2 separate regions of the Bombyx mori genome follow, and region 1 is linked to region 2. Evidence: chromatin contacts called from public Hi-C data. All regions are on one chromosome and are shown on one strand. Each heading gives the region's core, a stretch centred on a gene start, on an enhancer-like site or on the middle of the called end of the contact. The rest is flanking DNA. Distances are from core to core; before and after follow the strand shown. Region 1 overlaps LOC101736219 (C-terminal-binding protein). Region 2 holds the start of LOC101736219 (C-terminal-binding protein).

Evidence for each region. A called contact is a pair of places that touch in the nucleus more often than the background predicts.
Region 1: a Hi-C map of middle silk gland shows a contact between it and region 2, with 1.7 times the contacts expected there. The contact joins the enhancer-like site here to the promoter of LOC101736219 in region 2. A contact is called at or near these places in 3 of 7 Hi-C or Micro-C datasets (middle silk gland and whole pupa).

The regions. Positions count from the first base shown.
Region 1 is chr26:10,008,455-10,015,339 of ASM3026992v2, forward strand. It overlaps LOC101736219 (C-terminal-binding protein), which reads left to right. Exons shown (of 14, transcript XM_062676354.1): 2 at 4,987-5,028. Among protein-coding and RNA genes, the nearest start is that of LOC101736219, 50 kb to the left of the region's middle. Within about 2 kb of position 4,172, at least 6 of the 8 cell types and tissues checked have open chromatin away from gene starts, as enhancers often do.
Region 2 is chr26:9,959,543-9,966,890 of ASM3026992v2, forward strand. LOC101736219 (C-terminal-binding protein) reads left to right here and starts at 2,818. Exons shown (of 14, transcript XM_062676354.1): 1 at 2,818-3,351. It overlaps LOC101742668 (E3 ubiquitin-protein transferase MAEA), which reads right to left and starts at 1,915. Exons shown (of 10, transcript XM_012691475.4): 1 at 1,562-1,915; 2 at 1,285-1,372. The coding sequence starts at 1,323.

The DNA of each region.
Region 1 (6,885 bases), core at 2,922-5,421, 50 kb after region 2:
CGCAACGGTTTTTTTTATAAAAAGATATATTATGTGTATTCTTAAAATATTTATATTGGTGTAATTCTTACAAAATAATACACCACCAAAATAAAGTAACATGTAACTTGATGCTTAGTTTACCCGACGGTACTAACTGTGTCGGGTCTCAAGTCAGCATTGTTATACTGGTATTTAACCAGTATAACAATGCTGACTTGAGACCCTTTAAGTCTGAAAGTGAAACATCCGAAGATCCAGCAATGTAACGTCAATAGGTAATATACATGTATGATATTTCATCATGGCACTTGAACATTTATATCTTTGAAGTCGTCGTGGCGTAAAGGATAAGACGTTCGGTGCATTCGTATCTAGCGATGCACCGGTGTTCGAATCCCGCATGCGGGTACCAATTTTTCTAATGAAATACGTACTTAACAAATGTTCACGATTGACTTCCACGGTGAAGGAATAACATCGTGTAATAGAAATCAAACCCACAAAATTATAATTTGCGTAATTACTGGTGGTAGGACCTCTTGTGAGTCCGCACGGGTAGGTACCACCGCCCTGCCTATTTCTGCCGTGAAGCAGTAATGCGTTTCGGTTTGAAGGGTAGGGCAGCCGTTGTAACTACACTGAGACCTTAGAACTTATATCTCAAGGTGGGTGGCGCATTTACGTTGTAAATGTCTATGGGCTCCAGTAACCACTTAACACCAGGTGGGCTGTGAGCTCGTCTACCCATCTAAGCAATAAAAAAAATATGAACATCAAAATTGGATGAAATTTACTTTAACCACGTATTTTAATTACTTATACATATGCCCTAAGTGAAATGCAATCATTAGAACCGTGTAAACCAATCTCCATTGGTCTTATTACAATACTTATAATAAGGAATGATTGATGATTCTAACTAAGGTCAAGTTCAGAGTAATGCGTGACTGAACGAAGGCGGGCTACGAACCTACTAAATGGCTTAAGATCGATGAGGCGGTAACAGTATTATAATGTGTTAGTAGAGTGTGTAAGCTTTTACGGCTGTACTTTCCTACGCTCCAAATATACTTAACCGCTTTACGCCAAAAATACGTAGAACTTATCGATAGGCACATAACTTTACCGATAAGGTAACATTTGTTGTAAATGAATAATGGTTTTATTTGGGCGTGGTTAAAACGAACGTTCTAGCGGTAGGTGGATTAACAAAACGTAGAGGTCCTGCAGTAGTCGAAATTCGACTATAATTAATTGGAATTGTAAGTTTGTACACTATTATGATTGTATTTTATACTTCTATAATCACAAATTTCGCCAAGGCTACTCTATAAAGAAATATTAATAAAGACAAACAATATTTAATCTATTCTTAACTTGACAACAGACGTCAAGTCAAGTTTGACAATAAATAGTATGCATGCGTGTGTGCCTCAAATACATGGAATGTAGTGTGTGTAATGTTTTCTTTATTGATTTAATGTATCTTTTATGCATTATTTTTAAAAAAATATTAGCATTGTGCACTTCTTCTCTATATTCTGTAAGTGTAGAAAATTTCATACTCCTCCGTCCGCGCAATTTTCGTAAAAAGGGATACAAAGTTTTTGCTTCACGTATTAATATATAGATAATGTATTTAATTAATGTTTTCTGTTTTGCAAATTTGAAACGAACGATACGAACACACGTGATTTCCATTAAATTGTATTTAACCGGTACCATAAAAAATATGTCAATTGCTTTTTTCAACATATTTCGATGTTCGACTAATTTTCGACTCTGTCATTAGTATTAATGTTTCGTGAAATTCATACACAAAGTACACATTGAAACATAGAATCTCCAATTAAGAAATGTTTTGTGTTATTTCATATAGGCTTAAATAATAATTTCATTATTTAAGGATCATGATGTTCATGATTTCCGATAACTAGATAAGTTCAGGTTTTTTTTTATTGCCTTTGTAGGCAGTCGAGCATACGGTCCACCTGATGGTGAGTGGTTACCGTCGCCCATGGACTTCAGCAATGCCAGGGGCAGAGCCAAGCCGCTGCCTACCACGGTGGGCCCTGAGCTTATTCGTCCACCCAAGAAAATATAAAATGATAATTACATAAAATATAAAAAGAAGTACATAGTTTGCACGTTTGAATCCTTTCAATAATTATTAATAGTTTTGTGTTATTTGCTCAATTTACTATATTCAATTATATATTTGATTACATTATTCAATCACTCGATTTCGTTTGTAAATAACAGATGTTAAAATATTTTAAAATCCTCGTTTTTTAAGCCATCGATCGTTATCGACTAGCGTTACTACTTACTTAGTTACGTTGCTCTTATAAGTAATGCTTATTAATTCTCTTCGACTATTTGGCGGGAACGCGAGGAGTGAAGTTGTGTGATTTGTTTTATTTTCTCTATTTAGTGTTTCTTCAGGTTTAAATGTGTAATAACGGTGGTTTTTTAACTGTTTAATATCTGTGAAAGTGCACAAATGTGGGAAATGAAACAAAGCCGCTGGACGTAACTTCACGGGATCCTCCAAAAAGCCCACTGAAAAAATCTCAGTAAATGACCACCATTTTACTGAGATTATATTTCATCTCATCTTATTTCATTTAATTTCATCCCAGTTGATTAATGTCTCAATCATTTTCATTTCATTTCATTTCACTCCTTATAATTAAGAATATAAATTAAAATAAGACATGACTTAAAGGTCTTAGTTACCAAGTCACAAAATGCCTAAAAAAATTAAAAAAAAAAAAGTGTGTGTGTCCGCTCCGACGCACGACTGGAGTTTACTGGATATAAAAAATTAAACGAAACAATACGAGAAATAGTTCTATATTACGACAACACGATACACTACAGATTATTAACAAATTAACGAGACACAAAACAAACGACTAACAAATATATGAAAATACAATAATGAGAGAAACGCGCGATCAGTACGAGGCTTTGTGGCGGACTGCCGGCGCAGCAGCCCGGCGTCACCTGCGATAACGCGGCCGCGCGTTGGCTCCTGATTGGCGCGCGCACGCATCACGCAATCAGGAGCCAATCAGGCGCATAACGCATTTCGTGTGACATGCTAGTACGATTTTGGTCCCCATAATTTTCATACCCCGGGCCTATATATGTAAATCGATTCTAAAGGAGTAAACTCCAAAAAGTGTGTGTGTCCGCTCCGACGCACGACTGGAGTTTACTGGATATAAATATAAATTTGTGTCAGTTGAATACAGTAAAATATGGAAGTTACGTATTCTAGTGAGAATGATCCGGGAGTTGCGGAACACGTGGATGCGGTAATTAAGTAAGTCTATATAATTCACTTTTACAATTAATATATAAGTTGTCCATTCACTGATAGAAGGAATTGTTTATATTTAATAAGCTTTATTAATAAATGATTTGTAGCGGGTTATATTCGGGTATCAACCCACTAACAGTTGATACGTTCAGGAATCGAACCCGAACGGCGTCCGACCACAAGCAAAACGATGTCGGTAAATTAAACGAAACAATACGAGAAATAGTTCTATATTACGACAACACGATACACTACAGATTATTAACAAATTAACGAGACACAAAACAAACGACTAACAAATATATGAAAATACAATAATGAGAGAAACGCGCGATCAGTACGAGGCTTTGTGGCGGACTGCCGGCGCAGCAGCCCGGCGTCACCTGCGATAACGCGGCCGCGCGTTGGCTCCTGATTGGCGCGCGCACGCATCACGCAATCAGGAGCCAATCAGGCGCATAACGCATTTCGTGTGACATGCTATACTCTCTAGTACGATTTTGGTCCCCATAATTTTCATACCCCGGGCCTATATATGTAAATCGATTCTTAAGGAGTAAACTCCAATAGTTCTCTTCAATTCTCTTACGTCTAAAGAGCGTCAACGAATGTGATTTATTTTGACTGACGTCACACGACTTCGGACGGCACGGCTATTTAGATACCGAAGTCGAATTCTTTACGTCGAACCATTGAATTCCAATGGTTTTAGGCGCTAGCTATAAATTTACCATTTTTTTGTTTGTTTATCCCTGCATTCGGTCGAATATAGTAGTTACGTATTCAGAAATTGCTGTGTCATTCGGCGTCTAAAAATATTGCTCTTGGCACGGTATGGATAGGACGGCGTTTACTCTTTGAACTATGGCCAAGTTTATATTATGTCGGGGTGCAGCAGCGCCGTTATCAAGTTTAGTGCTTCGTGATAGCTTATCAGTTGTTATTGATCGTAATTATTTTATTGGGTTAGCGGTGTGGTTGTTTGAGGTTTTTTTTTCATTTTCTTTATAGTAATGTTCATGTTCTATTTGAAAACAATGAGCTAAGAAATTCATGTAAATTTAGTTAGTGTTTACTTTCAAAAGTAATGAAAATATTATGTTTTTTTTTATTGCCCTTGTAGGCAGACGAGCATACGGCCCAGCTGATGATGAGTGGTTACCATCGCCCATGGACTTCAGCAATGCCAGGGGCAGAGTCAAGCCGCTGCCTACCACCTATGTATAGTTTAAATGTTAAAGTTTGACTAAATTACTTTTGAAAATGTAAGGTTGACGTAATTAAGTAGTTCAAAAATATTAAGTTTTTAACACACAATAATCTTCTTTACCCAACGTTTAAGAGATGGATGGAGCGCTCGAAACTTTGCGAGATCTTTTTGTTTCAACGTTAAAAGTGCGGCGCGGCGGGGAGGAGAGGCAGGCAGGCAGGCGGCTTGTCCCAGGGCCGTAAACCGACCTCCAGCAAGGCCATGCCCGGCCGGCACTTATTGATTTTTTATGCGCATTGTCCATTTCAACGTAACTACTACAACGCCCCACATTTTCGGACGCTCGCGTTTCCCGGCCGACGGCGACGCGACGGGCGATAACTCAATTCTAAATCAAGTTATTGTTCGGGCTAATTGGCAATTTGCGTTGACCTTAAATATTGATCGACCTCTGTTTTGATTTCAGGTTGTGGGACAGTGAAACGTGTCTACGTATACTAACTACAAAGTAAGTCACAAACAGTATTATGAATTTCAATTAACGTATTTCATTACTATAAATATAACAACAGAGAAATACGTTTACTATATCTTTTTTTTTTATTGCCCTTGTAGGCAGACGAGCATACGGACCACCTGATGGTGAATGGTTACCGTCGCCCATGGACTTCAGCAATGCCAGGGGCAGAGCCAAGCCGCTGCCTGCCGCTTAATACTTAATATCTGCGTTCGATAATAATTAAATAATATATTAACGGACAAAAACTTTGTCTTTTCAATTTATGGATTGACCCCCAAATTTTGGTCTAGTCTCATGTAACAAGTAGTAGGTCATCAGTGTTTTATCCCGCATGTTCTAATTATGAATTCGTCTCGGTAAGTTAGCAGTGAATTAAGTTAATTGAACGCGTTCGAAGCATTACTGATTGCCTTTATTATACTTGTACTCCCTAGAACTCGAGACGGGAGTACTGATTCTCCGAAGTTCTAAATTGGTTTGTCTTTGAGCAACGACCCACAAGTGCGTCGTGAGCGTTCATAAAGTCTCGTAGTTTCTGGAATTCGCGTGTCATTGGATCCGCGCAACAAATAATATTGTTATCGTGTCGTGTCACGGTGCTAGATCACGTGCACGGTGATAGAAGATTGTTTTACACCGCGTCTCTTTATGCTGTACTGGTGGTAGGACCTCTTGTGAGTCCGCGCGGGTAGGTACCACCACTCCGCCTATTTCTGCCGTGAAGCAGTAACGCGTTTCGGTTCGAAGGGCGGGGCAGCCGTTGTAACTATACTGAGACTTTAGAACTTGTATCTCAAGGTGGGTGGCGCGTCTACGTTGTAGATGTCTATGGGCTCCAGTAGCCACTTAACATCCGGTGGGCTGAGCTCTACGCAAGTATTGTACATACAAACTATCAATATTGTCCCCCACAGTGAATTGGTTCTGTAGGTAATTAGTGCGAATAGTATGAAGGAGCAAACATTAGGTTCGTTTGTGTTACACTCTACATTTAACCGTGCCATTCTCGCGCGCACACGTATGTATATCTGTTAATAATAATTGCGATTGTGTCTGGTTGTACGTGCGCGTCGCAGTTATGGCGCAGTTGCCGGGCGGTTCGAACCTCCCCGCACTTCTCACGCCCCCACGGCGGGCGACCTGCAGATCTGCTTCAACGCAGCAACACAAATCTTGAGATGAAATACCATTCGGTTGCATTCATTCAGCGACGGTTGAATGGGGGGTATCCGGTTAACGCATGAATAGCGACATCATCGCACATACACGGACACTTGTTCACAATCGCATGGACCAGAGGAACATTGCCGAGCATACGTGTAGACACGTTCGAATCGAAATGTCACAAGCAAGAATGTAATCTTATCTAGAGCGTTTTTTTTTCGCCGAGATGGCAACTGTATTGTTCGTAGGGACGCGCTTACGTGAACCGGTTGTTTATTCAGTAGACAACTGAGCTCTCATATTGTTATGAACCAGAGTTAATGTTTCATGAAAAGTATTGAATCTGTGACTCGAAATAATGTTATTACATACATGTGAATTAACTGTTGGTACGAAGTTCCTTATGGGACTATGCAGAGGGGTACCCTAACCGGGAAAAAACGTCCGTAACGTAAGATTTTTATTAGTAATGCACACAGTGTACGACCTAACTTTGTAATAACGTACAAATTAGTAATGCACACAGTGTACGACTTACCTTTGTAATAACGTACGAAAAATAACATTATTTTATCATTAATTGGCCACGATCTCAGAGCGTTCGTTTGCGCAATACACTAACTCTTATGCAAACAACCATGAATGAAGTATACCACAATAAGTTCGCACGTTACCGAAAGA
Region 2 (7,348 bases), core at 1,568-4,067:
ACACTTCTGTTCACATTTCCATGACAGAGAGTCCTTGAACAGATTTTTAAGCAAATGTTATAATTCAAATGTTCAAAATCAATTCCAAATTTGATTTATTGTATTTACATTTAAGCAAGAAAGCCGTTTGCTTGGGTGAGGAAAAACGCCCCCATATCAATGGATGTAAGAACGCTGAGAAGACTATTACAAGTTACTAAAGAAGCATCCATTCATTGCCAAAATTCAGTAGGCATGTTTACCATCACTGGTCTAATTGCGGGACTTCACCTCTACAACCAAAAACTCACCATCTACTACTAGTAGCACCACTAGTCCTAGATGATGATGATAATGACTACTAGTCCTAGTAGTATCTATGACATAATTATGTTGCCTACATTAGTTTCACTTTGTTTATTATAATTAAATTTTTTCTGGTAATCACTACATAGCTGCTAAAATTTGTCAATTTGTCTAATTTAAAATGGTAATATATTTAGCATGTGAATTAATTACTAAATATTACTGTTATTATTATATTGTATTGTATTATATTATTATATACATTGTAAAATGTAGAAACTATAAAATAAAAAAAAATTCTTTGATGGAAGAAATGATCCAAACACCTGTTTAGAAAAGTTTGCAAGTAAGCTAACCTGTTTTTATTGCAAAAATAAATATCTATTTAAGCATTATTATCAGACCTCACCAAGCAGTCAATGACTTCATCTGAGATGCTTATGCCATTGTTACAACATTTGTTCACAATATTAATTTTCTACATCATGTTCTCGGTCATTTTATATCATCTAAATTATTCTAAATATATGCTATACTCATTTCCTTATTTGCTTATACTTCCTATATACCAAAAATAAATTAATGGCGTTTTAAACTGTGCAGTTGGTTTATTTTTACAGTTAGTTTTAATTAGTTTTTAGCTTTTAGTTGGTTAGTTTTTAGCTTTTAGTTGGTTAGTTTTTAGCTTTTAGTTGGTTTAGTTTTTAGTTTTGATGGTTTATTGTTTTTAGAAATTATATGTGCTACCTATACTTGCGAGCTTACAATATGCCCTACCATCAATACAATGCTTAATTATGCTTGATATTGCAATATCAAGTCCTTTTTGTGATAAACTTAATTTGTAATATATAAAAAAATATTGGAGTTTCGTAATTTAAGAATAGTTTTTTGCCATATTTTTTATACTCGAATATTCGAGGCTTTTAAATCGATCTGTTTCGATCCATCATGTAGAAAAAGGGCTGATGTCATTTTTATAGACAATTTTAAACTTACCTTCAATGTCGCATGCTCCATAGATTTGATCTCATTCATTTTGAAAACGATATTCGTCTGAGCGGGCTGATGATTGCAAAATTATGACCTATATAAATAAAAACAAAACTCAGCTGACTTAATATTTGTAAATGGACGCAAAACCACGACGTAATGAATACTTGCAATATAATTAATTCCGCAATGTAATGGAAACTTTTCAAAAACAAATAATTTCACTTGAAATCTGATTTCATGATAGTTCATTAAGCGTAAAATCCGAATAAATAATACTAACTCTAATTCATTGAATTCGAGCCTTTAATCAACTCCTTGCGTTGTGGGTATCTTTTTCTTTTGACAAACAAATGTTCCTGTGGTTCATCAGCCAGCGAGTTGAGCAAGCTAAATTTGTATTTTGTCTCTGTCATTTGCAAGCGATTTCACAGAGATGAAGGATTGATTTTCAAGTTCAAAAATAGTTGCCTGCTGAGTTCAACAGTTGTTTTCTTTCCTCTAAAACTCTTCCATTTAAAGATTAAAACAACTGTTTTCGCAATCTCCTCCAGTATCTCTTTATCTTAATATATGTATAATTTGCCCAATAATTGTAATTTCTTCCCCAGAAACAGCTTTTAATGAAGAAAATTTCTCAAGTCTTCTTTATTTCAGAACGCAAACCAAAGACAATACATTCTTATTTTTTTCAGTATGGCAGACGGTTTTTTTAAGATGTCATTGCTGCCAGTATCGAGTTTAGTTCTTCAATTTTTATGATTCACATACCTACATTTTTAATTCGAAAAATGAAAAGGAGCGGAATGAAAAAGTTGAACTATCGGCAATACCAAAAGGAAATTGAATGAAATCAAATAAAATGTAATGACATGAGATGAAATGAAATAATAAGCTGGATTTCAGTACTCTGACTTTTAGGAAGGACCCGAGTATATCCCATCATAATTTTGGCTATCTATGATTTATACATGCTTGTCACAGATATTTTAATAATATGGAACAAGATTCAGAAATTAACATACTAATGCTGAAAAAAACTATTTGTATAAGGTAACTGCATAATATATTCCGTCCGTGTTAATTATTCTTCTATTTTAACGTTAAGATAATAACAAAATGTTGGATTGTGTACCCAATATGTTAATATTACTATTTGTTACTACGTGTTATTACTACTTACAATTATTTGAAATAAAACTAGTCCGATGTTTATCCACTCTTCCACCGGAGACTTATTGCAGTGTGCTAAAAAGTAACCCATCAGAAACTACTCCACAAAAGTCATGACCCTCAGCGGTGAGGATACAAGAAGTAAGAAGGAAGATAGAAGCCGGAAGGCCAGATTCCAACGCACAGCTAAAGGTATTTGACTTGTACGTTTTGAACTTCCCCCGCAAGTTAGTGGAAACTTAATGAATCATTCGTCCAATCCTAACTTTTTTTATTTTTTTTGTTGCCGTTGTAGGTAGACGAGCATATGGCCCACCTGATGGTGATTGGTTATGGTTTAAGCCAAGCGACGAATTCAAACGACGTTGTTTGTGTCCAAAATTGAATTGATTGATTGTTAAAAATATCAAATATGTTTATAGTTTTATATCTATATTGAATTTTAACGATAGGGTAATTTGTAATAGTTATTTCTGTAAAAAAATCAAATATATTTTTGTGTTTGTGTAGATTTAAAAGTTAAATTTTACTGAAGGCGACGAAATCGGTTTTAAGCAAAATCGACTACAACAAAGCCGTCAAATTACTTGTCATAGACAAATATTAACTGACTCTACCATTATTTGTCAGCATCGGCGCGTCAGCGCGTCACTTTCGTTACGCAAATCCGCCATTTTGTATGTAGCTGGCGGTGCTTCGCGGCTTAGTTTCTTCGTTTAGTGAATTTACCTACGATAAACTGAAGAACTTTCTTCTAACTGACTCAGCAAGCCGGCTGTTCATAAAATTGACGATTTTGTGATTTTAGTTTACTCATATACCTTGTGCATTCGTGATTTGTGAGTGTCCTGTAATAGGAGCGCGTGGCTGGTCTTTGTTGTTGGATTTCGCTTATTTACGGTAAGTTAATTTTCTAAACGACTTAAATTTTGGTGATGCGAGGTATAAACTCGAAGTGTTATTTATGTTGACTTTGACGAAATTGCTAAGTTGAAAGTAGCGTCGAAGCGGATAGTATCGGTGCGCGGTGATTGCCTCGCCGTGGCGATGAGGACCGACGACATTCCCGCGGCGACGCCGACGCGTCATCTCTTGCTCGCACGAGAACGTGTTGATCGTGATTCGGCTATTCTAGAAAACTCTACCTAGAATTTAGACTCATATTACTTAACACTAATAGTCGTTAAAATGAGAATCAAGCATTTAGTTCGGTTTCAATAAACTTGTGACAATTGTGAGGTTGTGATGTGTGTGAGCTGATAACTCTGGAATTTGTACAATTAAATGTCACGAGGTGAGATTGGCCGAAATATTGTTTACGATGCTACAAAATAACAAAACTTTTAAACATGAACCGAGTGTCTATTTGCAAATTTTGCTATTATAAAAATACTTTTGAGGTAACACAACTAAAATATTTAAATCACTAATATTAAATCAAGTACACAACTAAACTGGCGGAAAGCAATATAAAGTTATTTTAACTAAAAAGAAAATATGAATTTCTCTTACAAAAAATTTGAAAATTATTTAGAATAACAGCACTCAAGATATTGATACTGATGAAAGATACTACTTCTACAACTTTTATTTTCTAAAACACTAAAATGTTCTTCGGAATGATTAGTCACTCATTTAACTTTGCTATTGCAAATCGATGAAAGTTTGGATTTGGATCTTAACTATCCCTAAATATACATTGTGTTTTAATATTATGTGAACTTTTCATAGCCTTTAGAAATAAAACTTAAAACAGAAATCTTTTTTTAAATGTTTCATATGATTAAGTAAATACAGTTTAAGGAATGAATAATTTAATTGATTTATATTTCTGGATATATTTACCCAGACTTCTAGGTCTTCTTAATCGCAAAAATAATCAAGAGAAAATTAAACTTCTTCAAGTCGAACAGTAATGTGGTAATTTGTTTTGTGTTGGTTTATCTAACTGAATTATTCATTTTCATTTCATTCATTTAAATCAAATTAAGTTAATTATTGTATTGTAGTCTTGATACTCATTAAATAAGCAGGGTCCTTTAAAGATAAACAGGAGCCGACCTAATTTTACTGTCTCTAATATATTGTATCCTCCATACTTTAGTGGATTGTGTGTCAATATAGATTGTAAAAGGGCAAATATTGGCCAATGACAATATCATGATTGGTGTGTGTGTATATACTAGGGCAAAACTGTCACTTATGTACATATTAGTTATACTAATTATATGTAATTATTAAATTAACAATATAGAGCAACATATTTTCATTAAAAAGTCAGATTGTTTAAAATCCTCTGGACAATGAGTGAACCTTTAATGTATTAGCTTATCATCTATTTATGAGAAATGACGGTGTAGTGGTGAAGTTTATGTTAGTGGTGAGATTTTTCTGTTTATTAGCTGGGCAGAGCACGAATAGTATTCTATGACAGAATTAAATTTAATTACATGTGCTTACTCGTATAAGTCATACAAAATATTGATTTAAATAAAAAGAAATTGTTCATACATGGACTGGCATCATGTTCCTCCTAGTCAAGTGGTTATCGGAACCTAAAAACTACAATTGTGCAGTTTTTCATCTTGAAACATAAAATGTAAATCTCAGTAGAACTCTAATTATTGTGGCTAATAGATATGACAGAGTAATGACCATGGTGGTCCTCTGTGCTTAGTATAGGTATTAGAACGAAATGAGGTGAGCGATTAGAGAGTTTGCAGACAGTTCCCGCAGAAGTTAGTAATAACTTGGGGCTGCAAGACCCCTTTTAGTCTCACTTTGGAATAAGCTTCCCTCCACAGTGTTTTCTGAGCGCTATGACTTGTCCTTCTTCAAACGAGGCTTGTGGAGAATACTCAATGGTAGGCAGCGGCTTGGCTCTGCCCCTGGCATTGCTGAAGTCCATGGGCGATGGTAATCACTCACCGTCAGGTGAGGCGTATGCTCGTATGCCTACAAGGGCAATAAAAAAAAAAGAAAAAAACTTCCATCAACTTTAAGCACTAAGAATTTAAGTGTAGTATGTAGTTAAAATATATATTTCTATGGTTCATGATTGAGTTTCATAATCATAGGAATTATTTTACTTCAAATTTGTTCCATAAAATTGTCATTTTTCTTTTAGCAACCGAGCATAATTTGCCAACCCAATTTTTTACATAGCAAAGTTTAAGTGGCTATTTCTACCCGTCCGTCAATTGGATGATAAACGTATAATGGCACCTAACAATAGTTACATGTATGCGAGTGTCGGCACTTGCGTCTTATCTTCACGTATGTATGATTATACCGTGAAGTTGGCCTTGAAGTCATCAGTAGAAAATTTCTTAGTAAAAAAAAAACAAAATGTGTGCAATTCACACGTGGTAGAAGTGAAACCTTCCAAAATTAAAATACAATTATCCTAAACGTCTTAAGTATATGAAAATTTTTGTCATTAGTAAATAATTGTAAGGTAACGCACTCTGTGAATTGATATTTTAATTTCACGTATAATCCTAAATTAAAATTCACTACAAGAGCTTTCATACACACGTTAGTATTAAATCTCACAGATGGCGCTGTATTAAATAGTATGTATATTTCTGTCTCATTCTTTGCTGGCTTCATCCTACACATTTTTGTATTTGTGTCTCTTACCTGTCGTTTTTTCCGTTGCATCCGGTTTGAAATCACAACAATTCTAAAGAAGTTTTCCTTCGATCAATAATAGTACTAGATTACGGATCAGGAACAAAAATAAGACGCTCCAGTGGCCACGTTTGCAGACACGAAAACATCTTCATTTCTTAGAAAAAAGTTTAATAATGTTAACGACTTCAGTTTATTATAAACCTTAAGACTTAAACATAAAGTTTAATTACCATTGCAAAATATATGTATTTAGGTCCTTTCGTCAGAAAAAGAATATTATGGAATAAATTTAAAATGTCACTTGAACATAAAAAGTCATCAGTACAAAAATATTTATTCTAAAATGATACTTAAAGCCTAATTTATAAGGTTAAAAATATTTGTTTAAAATTTCGTGCTTATTGTATTGTGGAACTAGATGTAGTTCTTGGTATTACATTTCAATGCTCAGAACACAGTAAGTATTGAAAGACATAGAGTTGCAGAATATACATATTTGTTTTAGGTTTGTTTTGTATGGTCGCAACTATTTTTGACCGATTCAAAAAAGTAGTAGATAATATTTTACATTGCCGCTATTACAACAAATAGGTGATAAAAAATAAAATTGAATAAAGTAAAAAAAATATGAAAGGAAACACGAAACATGTTTTCCACGTATTCTTTATACAGAAGTTATTAAAACAATAATGTAGGTTTAATTAACTTTAAACAGATTCAGTTTGTTATAAAGCTGTCTTTTAGAAGTCATTTTTATATGAGCGGTTTCTTTTTTACAAATATAATGTAATCTTATATCAATGAATTTTTCTATAATCAGTTTAATTTAGGCTTATTTTATGGCTGTGTTCGTTTCCCCCAGAAAACAAATCCTTTTCAGCATATACGCTTAAAATATTTACACATACATATTATAAAGTTTTTTTAATACTTTTTTGCATTGATTTGCCACCACCATTGAACAATTCTAGAATTTTTATAAGAGTTCTATATTTCTTCTCCTCTTTCTTTCGCGACAATATATATCCATTGTGCACAGCGACAAGGGGCTACTAGGAAATCTACAAACAAAAATAACATTATAAAATAACAAAACTACTCTATGCATTCCCTGTCCAAGAATAGGTGATGTTTGTTACATTAGTTGGTGCCTTGTTGCAAACATTGGCCAAACAATTACAATATTCGTAAATTGTGTTTTATTTACAATATAATTGTGTTTATTATTTTATGAAAAACACTTAATAATATAAATTTACCA